Linked DNA regions of Mus musculus: region 2 is linked to region 1. The links are chromatin contacts, called in public targeted proximity ligation maps. All regions are on one chromosome and are shown on one strand. The core of a region is the stretch at or near the end of the contact, and the rest is flanking DNA. Distances in the headings are between cores, read along the strand shown. Region 1 overlaps Tg (thyroglobulin). Region 2 has its middle 30 kb from the start of Gm46514.

Region 1 (4,470 bases), core at 408-2,907:
TCTAGTGCCCAGTTAATGTGGGGCATCATGAAAGGAAGTGTGTGTGTGTGTGTGTGTGTGTGTGTGTGTGTGTGTGTGTGTGTGAATAGCAGGGATATGTACATGATGAGGGTAAGGACAGGCTGTGGGTTTGCCCTACCCTCGGCATCACCTGAGAGCTCAGAGGTGGCTCTACTGTGATACTTGCAGATTGTGCAAATGATGAGGCCTGCAGCTTCCTTACAGTGTCCACAATGGAGTCAGAGGTTTCATGTGACTTTTATTCTTGGACAAGGGACAACTTTGCCTGCGTGACTTCTGACCAGGTAAGCCAAAACAGATTCCTGTTCCTGTGGAATCAATCTGGTGGCCTCTGTGCCTGCAGATTTTGAATTTGGGAATGGCAGTTGTGGTGGGCCAGAGCCACAAAGGGTCAGTGTAGCATCTGATCATCAGGATGGTGCCTTAGTGTGGAGTAGCCTCATTGTCCTCTGCCATTACTTACCTCATAAGGCAGCTTGGTTCCTCATGCTAAGGGGCTATTGTCCAGAGCCCAGAGAACCATTTGACTCCTAAGTTCTGAGCACCTGCATTGCTTTCATTGTAAAAGTCAAGTGTAGTAGGGGTTTGCAACCCCATAGGAAGAACAACAATATCAACAAACCAGAACCCCCAGAGCTCCCAGGGACTAATCCACCAACCGAAGAGTACACATGGGGGGCCCATGGCTCTAGCCACATAGCATATGTAGCAGGGGATGGCCTTATCTGGCACCAATGGGAGGAGAGGCCCTTGGTCCTGTGCAGGCTTGATGCCCCAGTGTAGGGGAATGCCAGGGTGAGGAGGAGGGAGTGGGTGGGTTGGTGGGGAAGTACCCTCATAGAATCAGGTAAAGGGGGGATGGGACAGAGGGGTTGTGGGGAAAACAGGAAGGGGGATAGCATTTGAAATGTAAATAAATAAAATACTCCTCCCAAAAGAAAAGAAAAGAAAATCCTTGTAGAACATTAAAAAACAAAAACAAAAACAAACAAAAATACCCACCACCATTCCATTAGAATAGGAGGCCATCCAGCCAAAATCAGTTCCTGGGTCCCAGGGTCCCTAATGGCTGATCTTGCAAGTTTCCTTCTTCTGTGTCCATTTAAATTCTTCTGTGTCCTCTTAGAAAAATGTCTATGTATTGAAGCCTCTTTTAGGTTTTGTGTGTGTTAACATAATAAATCTTTTCTTCCTAAGGACTTTTGCATATCTGTACCATTTTAGTGTGGTAGCCAGTCCACACTAAGGTGCATGGTACTTTTAAGACATCACCTACACTGGGAATTGCACATGCCTGTTCTCTGAACACATGTGTCAGAGTGTTCATGCCTTGCAAGATGTAATGGAGAGGGCTCCCCCAGAGTTTTAGCAGCTTATTAGATGTAAATGAAATACTGGCAGGACACAGATGCAAACAAATATCAGTGCCTACCACTCACTTCCTGCTTTTTAGCTCCCAGGTCCTTCAGATAACCCACATAGCAACACATCACGGGGCGATTGTGGGGATTGAAGAACCCCTTTAGAAAAAAAATTACAGGACAATTTCTGCTATGAATATTACTATAATAGATATCACCTGTGTCAATGTTATTCCCCTCCCCAATCTCTAACTAGGTCAACAGGAAGTTTCACAGGAAGTCTTGCATAGAACTTTGTTAAGGTTCCTCCCAAGGCCCTGGGCTATCAGTGCAGTAATGCAGGGGTGGGGCTTGGATGTTGGTTACTTATAATTGGTCCACCTTGTTCCAGTCTAGGACCCCATTCCCAACAGTTCTCATAGCCTCCCTGGCTCTTTGGCTCCAACTCCTTTGAGATTCTGGAGCTGCAGTGCAGGAATTCAGTCTGCTAAGTTTAGTAATTCCCCCTGCATCTTATGGTTCCAGCCCAATCAGGATGCAACCAGAAGGGATAAGAGAGGAACTTTCACTGCTCTGGGTTTGTATTTCAATCCTTTTCAGGCATTCACACCTCCTTCTTTTAATGGTTTTTGTGGCCCTTCATTCCATCCTCCATCTCTTCAGTAAAGAAAGCATGAAGAGCCAGTGCCTTCAAGTAGCCTGTATTTAAATCTTTGCCCTCTGTAAAGCCCTCATAAGAAACGTCATGGCTAGCAACTCTGAGGAGGGGCAAATACTATATGATAAGCAGGGATGAGTATGCTAGTTTTGTCCTACCCACTCACCCGTGGAACTGATGAGAGCAAATCAGAAGAGTGCCAAGGTGACCAAGAACGGCAAGGTGCTCTGCAGGTTGAGCTGAGGTTTCTAAGCTTCAAATCTGCCTGTGGGCAGAACACCTGCAAGGCCTCCCCAAGCTGACTCCTCCCTCCTCCCCTCTCTGGCCATTACCCATTTCACTGGACAAAATTCTGGTCTTCAATTAGAGCCCCATCCACATTCAGTATTATTGGGAAGCTCTCCTCAGTTCTCCTTCTCCATAGAATTAATCACTGTCACCCCTGTAACAGACTCCAGTTGCACAGCTATGTGCAGCGACCATCACTGTTGATGGGAGTTTACTGCTCACATGTGTGCCCTTCTAATAGGCTAGGAAAGCTAGAACCAGAAGTCCTCACGAATTTTCCTTGCATCTTCTTGATAACTGTGGTCAGAGTTTGGTAAGTATGTGTTGAATTGCTTTGAACTAATGGAAATACTGGATGATAACGGGGCCCTTTCCACTTCCAGGAACAAGATGCTATGGGCAGCCTGAAGGCAACCAGTTTCGGGAGCCTCAGGTGCCAGGTGAAAGTGAGAAATAGTGGCAAGGATTCTCTGGCTGTGTATGTGAAGAAAGGTAGGTTGGCGATGCTGGAGCATCCCTTGATTGTGTTTAGAGTGGTTTCAGAATGATGTGTCTGTGAGGAGGAGATTGACCCCTCACCTCACTGCATGCATGAGACCCTCTTCTCCCTGATCCCACCTGAAGCAGGCTCAACCCACCTGCCTTCTGCAGACAGACAGTGTCCTCCCAGCAGCTACAAAAGGATTTCTGTAACATTCATCTGAGCCATCAGTTCTGGTTTTTATCCCGGTCTGCTGGGGCTGTGAGTCTCATACAGCAGGAACCAAGGAGCCAATGGAAACACAGACACAGTGCAGACAGGGACCCAGCCAGCTTGGCCTATGTGCATGCAACAGAATGCAGACATGTACCCAGCCAGCTTGGCTTATATGCATGCAACAGAGTGCAGACATGCACCCAGCCAGCTTGGCCTAGGTGCATGCAACAGAATGCAGACATGCACCCAGCCAGCTTGGCTTATATGCATGCAACAGAGTGCAGACATGCACCCAGCCAGCTTGGCCTAGGTGCATGCGTACCAAGGCCTTCACCCTGCTTACATCTGGCATTCCAGCAGATCCTGGCTTAGCTCCCTGCAGCCATGTCTCCCAGACCTTCTAGCTCCTTTGTCTTTTCTCTTTTTGCTGAACATCACAGCCAACCCTCCACCCCCATCTTGACTAAAGGGCATTCTAGTCCATCTCTATGCTCATGGGACCCTCTCTGGTGGCACTATGCATATATGTCACCTGGGAGATGGTAGATTTTGAGGCTGTTGATGAGTTAGCTAAGATATCAAGGTCTTTTTTTCTTTTTAAATGTTTGCTAATTGACCTGGTATTTCTTTTGTTGTTTTGTTTTTCCTTTTATTGAAATTAGATTTTCTTCTCATGTGATGTAATATATTTTATTATCCCTTAGACTCCTTTTTGTTTTCTCTTTTTCCTTTTTTCCATTAATTTATTTATACTCACTTTACGTTCCATTTGCAGCCCTCCTTTTCCCCAGTCCCCCCCTCACACAGCCCCTTCCCTTCATCTCTGAGAAGAGGGAGGTCCCTCCCAGGAAACCAACCCACCTTGGCACCTCAAGTCACTGCAGGATTAGATACATCTTCTCCCACTGAGGCCAGACAAGACAGCTCAGTTAGGGGTACAAGATCCATGGGCAGGCAACAGAGTCAGGGTAAGCCCCTGCTCCAGTTGTTGGAGGACCTGCATGAAGACCAAGCTGCACATCTGCCGCATATGCACAAAGGGCCTAGGTCTAGCCCTTGTATGCTGCCTGTTAGTTTTCTAATGAGAGACAGAAAGGGAGTGGATCTGGATGGGAGAGGAGGGGGGTATATAAAGTTCTTAATAACTCTCAAGGTCTGAGACAACATGAGTTGTCTCATCTCAGTATTCCATGTCTGCTTTCTTTTGCCTTAAAAATACAGGCTCTCTTTAATACTCCACGTGACTTTAAAACAAACAAACAAACAATCTATCTATCTATCTATCTATCTATCTATCTACTTTCTAGCATCTATCTATGTGTATTCATGATTTTGCATACATATACCAGAGCATGCATGTGGAAGTCAATGAACAACTTGAAGTAATTCCACTCCTTCTACAATGCAGGTTCTAGACATCAAATTCAGGTTGTCAGCCTTGGCAG
Region 2 (4,145 bases), core at 1,099-3,598, 140 kb after region 1:
CATATCTTTCATCCCAACCCTTGCGAGGCAGAGGCAGGAGGACCTCTGTGAGGCTTAAAGCCATCCCGGTCTACATAATGAGTTCCAGGATAGCCACGACTACACAAAAAGACCTTGTCTCAAAAGCAAAATTAAACAAAGATACAGAAATCTCTCCAACTTGCCCACTACCATCCATTATTAAACCAGGAGAAGGCAGGAAAGGTATTTGGGCTGCTGAATGCCCAGAGCCAGCACATCTGACAATGACCTAAGGCATGTGTAGGAGGTGGGGGAGAAGGCACGTGCACATACGTGAGAGCACTCACCTTCTCCTCTGCCTGGCACTTCCTTCTTCTCACCTCCCTTTCCACCTTCATTGGTCCCTCTAGGGAGATAGGAATGTTCTACTCCTCCATAGACTGTCAGATTGTCATTTGTTGTCATTGACTACTTGGGTACTGGCTAGAAATCAGCTCCAAGTCTCCCTCCTCCAGAAAGCAGGCACTTTGTGAGGCATGCAAGACATCTTTGTTACTTCCCATGGCTCTGGGAGTCTATAGAATTAGTCCCCTGCCTGCCACTTTCTCATTCTTTCCTCTGGTGACATTGTCCTCTACTAGCATTTCACAGCTCCAGTTTCTGTCCTTCAAGACTTGAGAAGCTCATCTCCCTTCCCAAGAACTCTGGAGAAAGTAATGAGACAGGATGTCTGGCATCCTGGAAGCTCAGAGATCCCTTCCTAGCCAGAGGCCTGCCTCTGAGTAGTGTTCTCATTGGGCTAGACCCTCCAAGCAACCATCAGAAACTTCATCTTCTAGCAGGACAACCAGATTCCGCCACGGCAGCTGTCCACAATTCACACCGTGTATGCAGTCCTATCATGCCATTCCACTTTCACCATGATTCCGTAGGAGAATAGACTGGGTTACCCCCTTGGGGAGGACCCTGATGCCTATGTGACAGGAAGATGACCTCTATTCTTGTCAACACAGCTTTGGCAAGAAAACCAGCTCCCTGCCTGTAGCATTGCAATTCACCCCAAGACCTCACCGTGAAGGCCAAGCAATGGGCCTGGGGTGCCCTGCAGTAGTCCTAAGGTGTCCCATGAAGCTCCCCAAGTAAGTGTTCCTCATGTTCTCTCTCCCCCAGCATTTGCTGTTTTGAACTGAGCCTGCTCAGTCAACATCAGCCCCTGCATCTGCTGCCTTCTTCCTGGAAGGCCTTGCACTCACTGGTTTCTTCCCTCACCATCTGCTCAGACTTGCAGCTTAGGTAGAATTACTAAAGGCCGAGGTCATGAACACAGACCACAGAACATCAGGAAACCGCTGAATGTATACTAACTAGATCATTCTGATTTCTTGGCCATCCTCTCCTGTTCCGGCCTCAGGGTCCCATTGGCTTGTGAAATCTCGAGAGAACTAATCTGTACTCTCTCTCCGTCCAAGTCCTGAATCTGGCCTTTCTTTTGTTTTCAGCCCATTAGGAAAAAGAAAATATGAAATTCTTCTAACTCATCAGATAACCCAGCTAGTGTATTCTCGTGACCTGAGTAGGGCAAGCCAGAGATGTTTGGAAGTTTGCTTTTCCAACCTCAAAGGCCCATTAAGATGTTTTTCTCAAGAAACAACTATATAATTTCCACCTAGTTCCACCAGGAAGTTTCAGAGGGTTTGAGATGATAGCAATTCCTCAGTGTGCTTCGGTAAATTCCTATGCTAGTTTCCTGGTCCTCTTCCACTGTGATGTTGATAATGTGGGAGGCCCACGTACATGGGGAGTTTCCATAGCATGTAACTACACACTGATAGAACAGTACAGAGGAGAGTGTGAGGGAGCCAATACACTGCTTTAAAAGAAATCAAGTATGGCTCTCTCTCTCTCTCTCTCTCTTTCTCTCTCTCTGTCTCTCTCTCTCTCTTTCTCTGTATGTGTGTGTTTGTGTGTGTGCATATGTGTGTGTGTTGATGTGAATGTGTGTCCATGAGTGCATGTGTGTGTTGTGATGTGTTTATGCATGTGTATGTGCATGTGATGGGTGTATGTGTTGGGGTGTTTGTGTGTATGCATGCTTGTATGTGTGTATGCATGTGCGTATGTGTGTGTGCACGTGTTTGTGGATGTAGTCCTTGTGCTGGTGGGGATATGTGTGCATGTGGGCGCTTACATGTGCTGGGGTTGAGGTGGTATGTGGAGTGTTTATGCAGGCCAGAGCTAGAGGTCCTGTGGAGTGTGGGAGAGAGAGAAATTTGTGTATGATTTAAGATTTCTCAGCCTGTCTCTTGCCAAGTGGTTTCCTCTGAAGCTCAGACTCAGCCCATATGGCCTGGGGTGGAAAATACCACTGCAGGCAGCCAGTCCCTGACTCATTCCGAAAGCCTGCAGGCTGCTGCTTACTACTGTGTGTCCCACACTCAAATGTGATCGGCCCTGCCTCCAGACTGTTCCTTTGAGGATCCATATTCCTCTTGGAAAGCTTGGAAAGGAATGTGGAGACCCCGGAGTACACGTCTCACCTTGACTCCCTCTCTCCTGCCTGGTCTCTTCTATGGACCTACTCTGTAGTCAAAAATCTTACAACTACAAACTCCTTAACTAGTCCTAGGGGCCTATAGAATGTATCTTCAACGTCCCACAAGTCCTTTGGATCTCTCTGCTCTCTTTCTTCTATATCTCCCCTGCTTCCCATTCTACTTGCATAGCCTTGGGTGACACATCACTTTAAAGCCCTATAGAAATGACAGTATCACCTCTGGAGGCAAACGAAAATGAATGAATGAATGAATGAATGAATGAATCTTTGTGGAAGTGGGTATTGGTACTAGAAATGAACCCGTGGCCTGATGCCCAAGATTCTATCAATGAAACTGAAAGGATGTTCAATTCCCGGTAAAATTTGGAGATGCAGTGTACACTTTCACGAGGAGAGTTGTTCCTTCGTGGGCCTCAGCATGTAAGCTGTTCATTCCCTTCCTCAACTGATAGCAGTGCGGGAGAGCCCCCTCCAGGGGAGTTTCCCCACTGTTTCCATGCTGTGGGAGTATTTCCTGTGACACGGCACAGTGTGAATGAGTGGGGAAAGGAGCGGGCACACTTTCTCTGCTTCCAGGCTAAGGGTCTACATGAGTTGTTAACCCATGTGAGTACTTCAGGGTTGTAAAATATTTTTATTTTATAAAGGAACCATTCAATGCCTATACCTGAAGCGCTTCTACATCTGATCTTCCACCCATGGGGGAGGGTGGGCATGGAAGCAGATTCCCAAGGCTTGGACGCATTCATCCAATGTGATTCTCCATTTGCAGGTGGGTAGGTTGACTGTCTCACTGATAATCAACCTGTCTGTCTCCTTGTCTTCCATCTCACTGCATCTTATGGAGACTATAAAATGACTCCCTACACATAGGTTTGGCCTAGTGTTGGTGACCCTTGACATGCTGAGTATGTATCTTATCTTCAAGATTGTGTCCAGGGATCTGGGGCTTGCATTCACAGGGCACAGGTTCTGTGAGAGTTAGAATTATGGGCACTGATATCCTACTGAAATGGGGGCCAGCCACTGCCACATTTATAGCTGGCAGGAAAAGTGATGGGCTAGCACCTCCCGACTGGATGCTGCTTCTCCTTGTAGTTGCTGCTCTCCATGAGGGGAATCCTCCCACCTCCTCCCGCACACCCACATAGACACTATACACACTCACCATTGAATTCCCAATCCACTGCCCTGAGAAGCCCACAGCAAGAGGTTTCCTCCCTTTATGACAGTTTCTTCTAAGCAGAGTAAATGGCCATTTCTACCTATCACCCCCTCTTCTAGAATTTACCAGACTGTGAGCATATGCAAAGATAAACCTACTGCTGTTTTCTGTCACTGTGAGTGTCCCCTCTCATCTATCTGTTCTTCCTAGACCCTGGTCTCCCACCCACATTTGTCCCTGCGACAGCAAGAAACAAGTTTCCTGCTGGTTCTAGCAGTGCGTTGTGGAAGACTTAGGACAATTGATGATGCTCACCTCCCACACAGCCCTGCAAAACACCACTGCAGGATAAAGTTGGGCCCTGTGTGACAGGGGTGACCTCCTTTTCAGCTGCTGCTCATAAGTCCCAGAAGAAATTTCAGATGCATCATTAACACACTGGATCATGAATTATGCAGTCAGCCA

What was found.
Region 2: a contact with region 1 is called in a targeted proximity ligation map of memory CD8 T cells, with 50 read pairs. A contact is called at or near these places in 11 of 484 Hi-C or Micro-C datasets (B cells, CD4 T cells, Th2 cells and 6 more), 5 of 130 datasets of targeted methods (the NIH/3T3 cell line, effector CD8 T cells, embryonic fibroblasts and 2 more) and 3 of 9 other capture datasets (adipose tissue, liver and pancreatic islet).

Annotation. Positions count from the first base shown.
Region 1 is chr15:66,716,939-66,721,408 of GRCm38.p6, forward strand. Tg (thyroglobulin) reads left to right here. Exons shown (of 48, transcript NM_009375.2): 24 at 190-305; 25 at 2,712-2,820. Among named protein-coding and RNA genes, the nearest start is that of Tg, 48 kb to the left of the region's middle.
Region 2 is chr15:66,859,688-66,863,832 of GRCm38.p6, forward strand. No RefSeq gene overlaps it. Among named protein-coding and RNA genes, the nearest start is that of Gm46514, 30 kb to the right of the region's middle.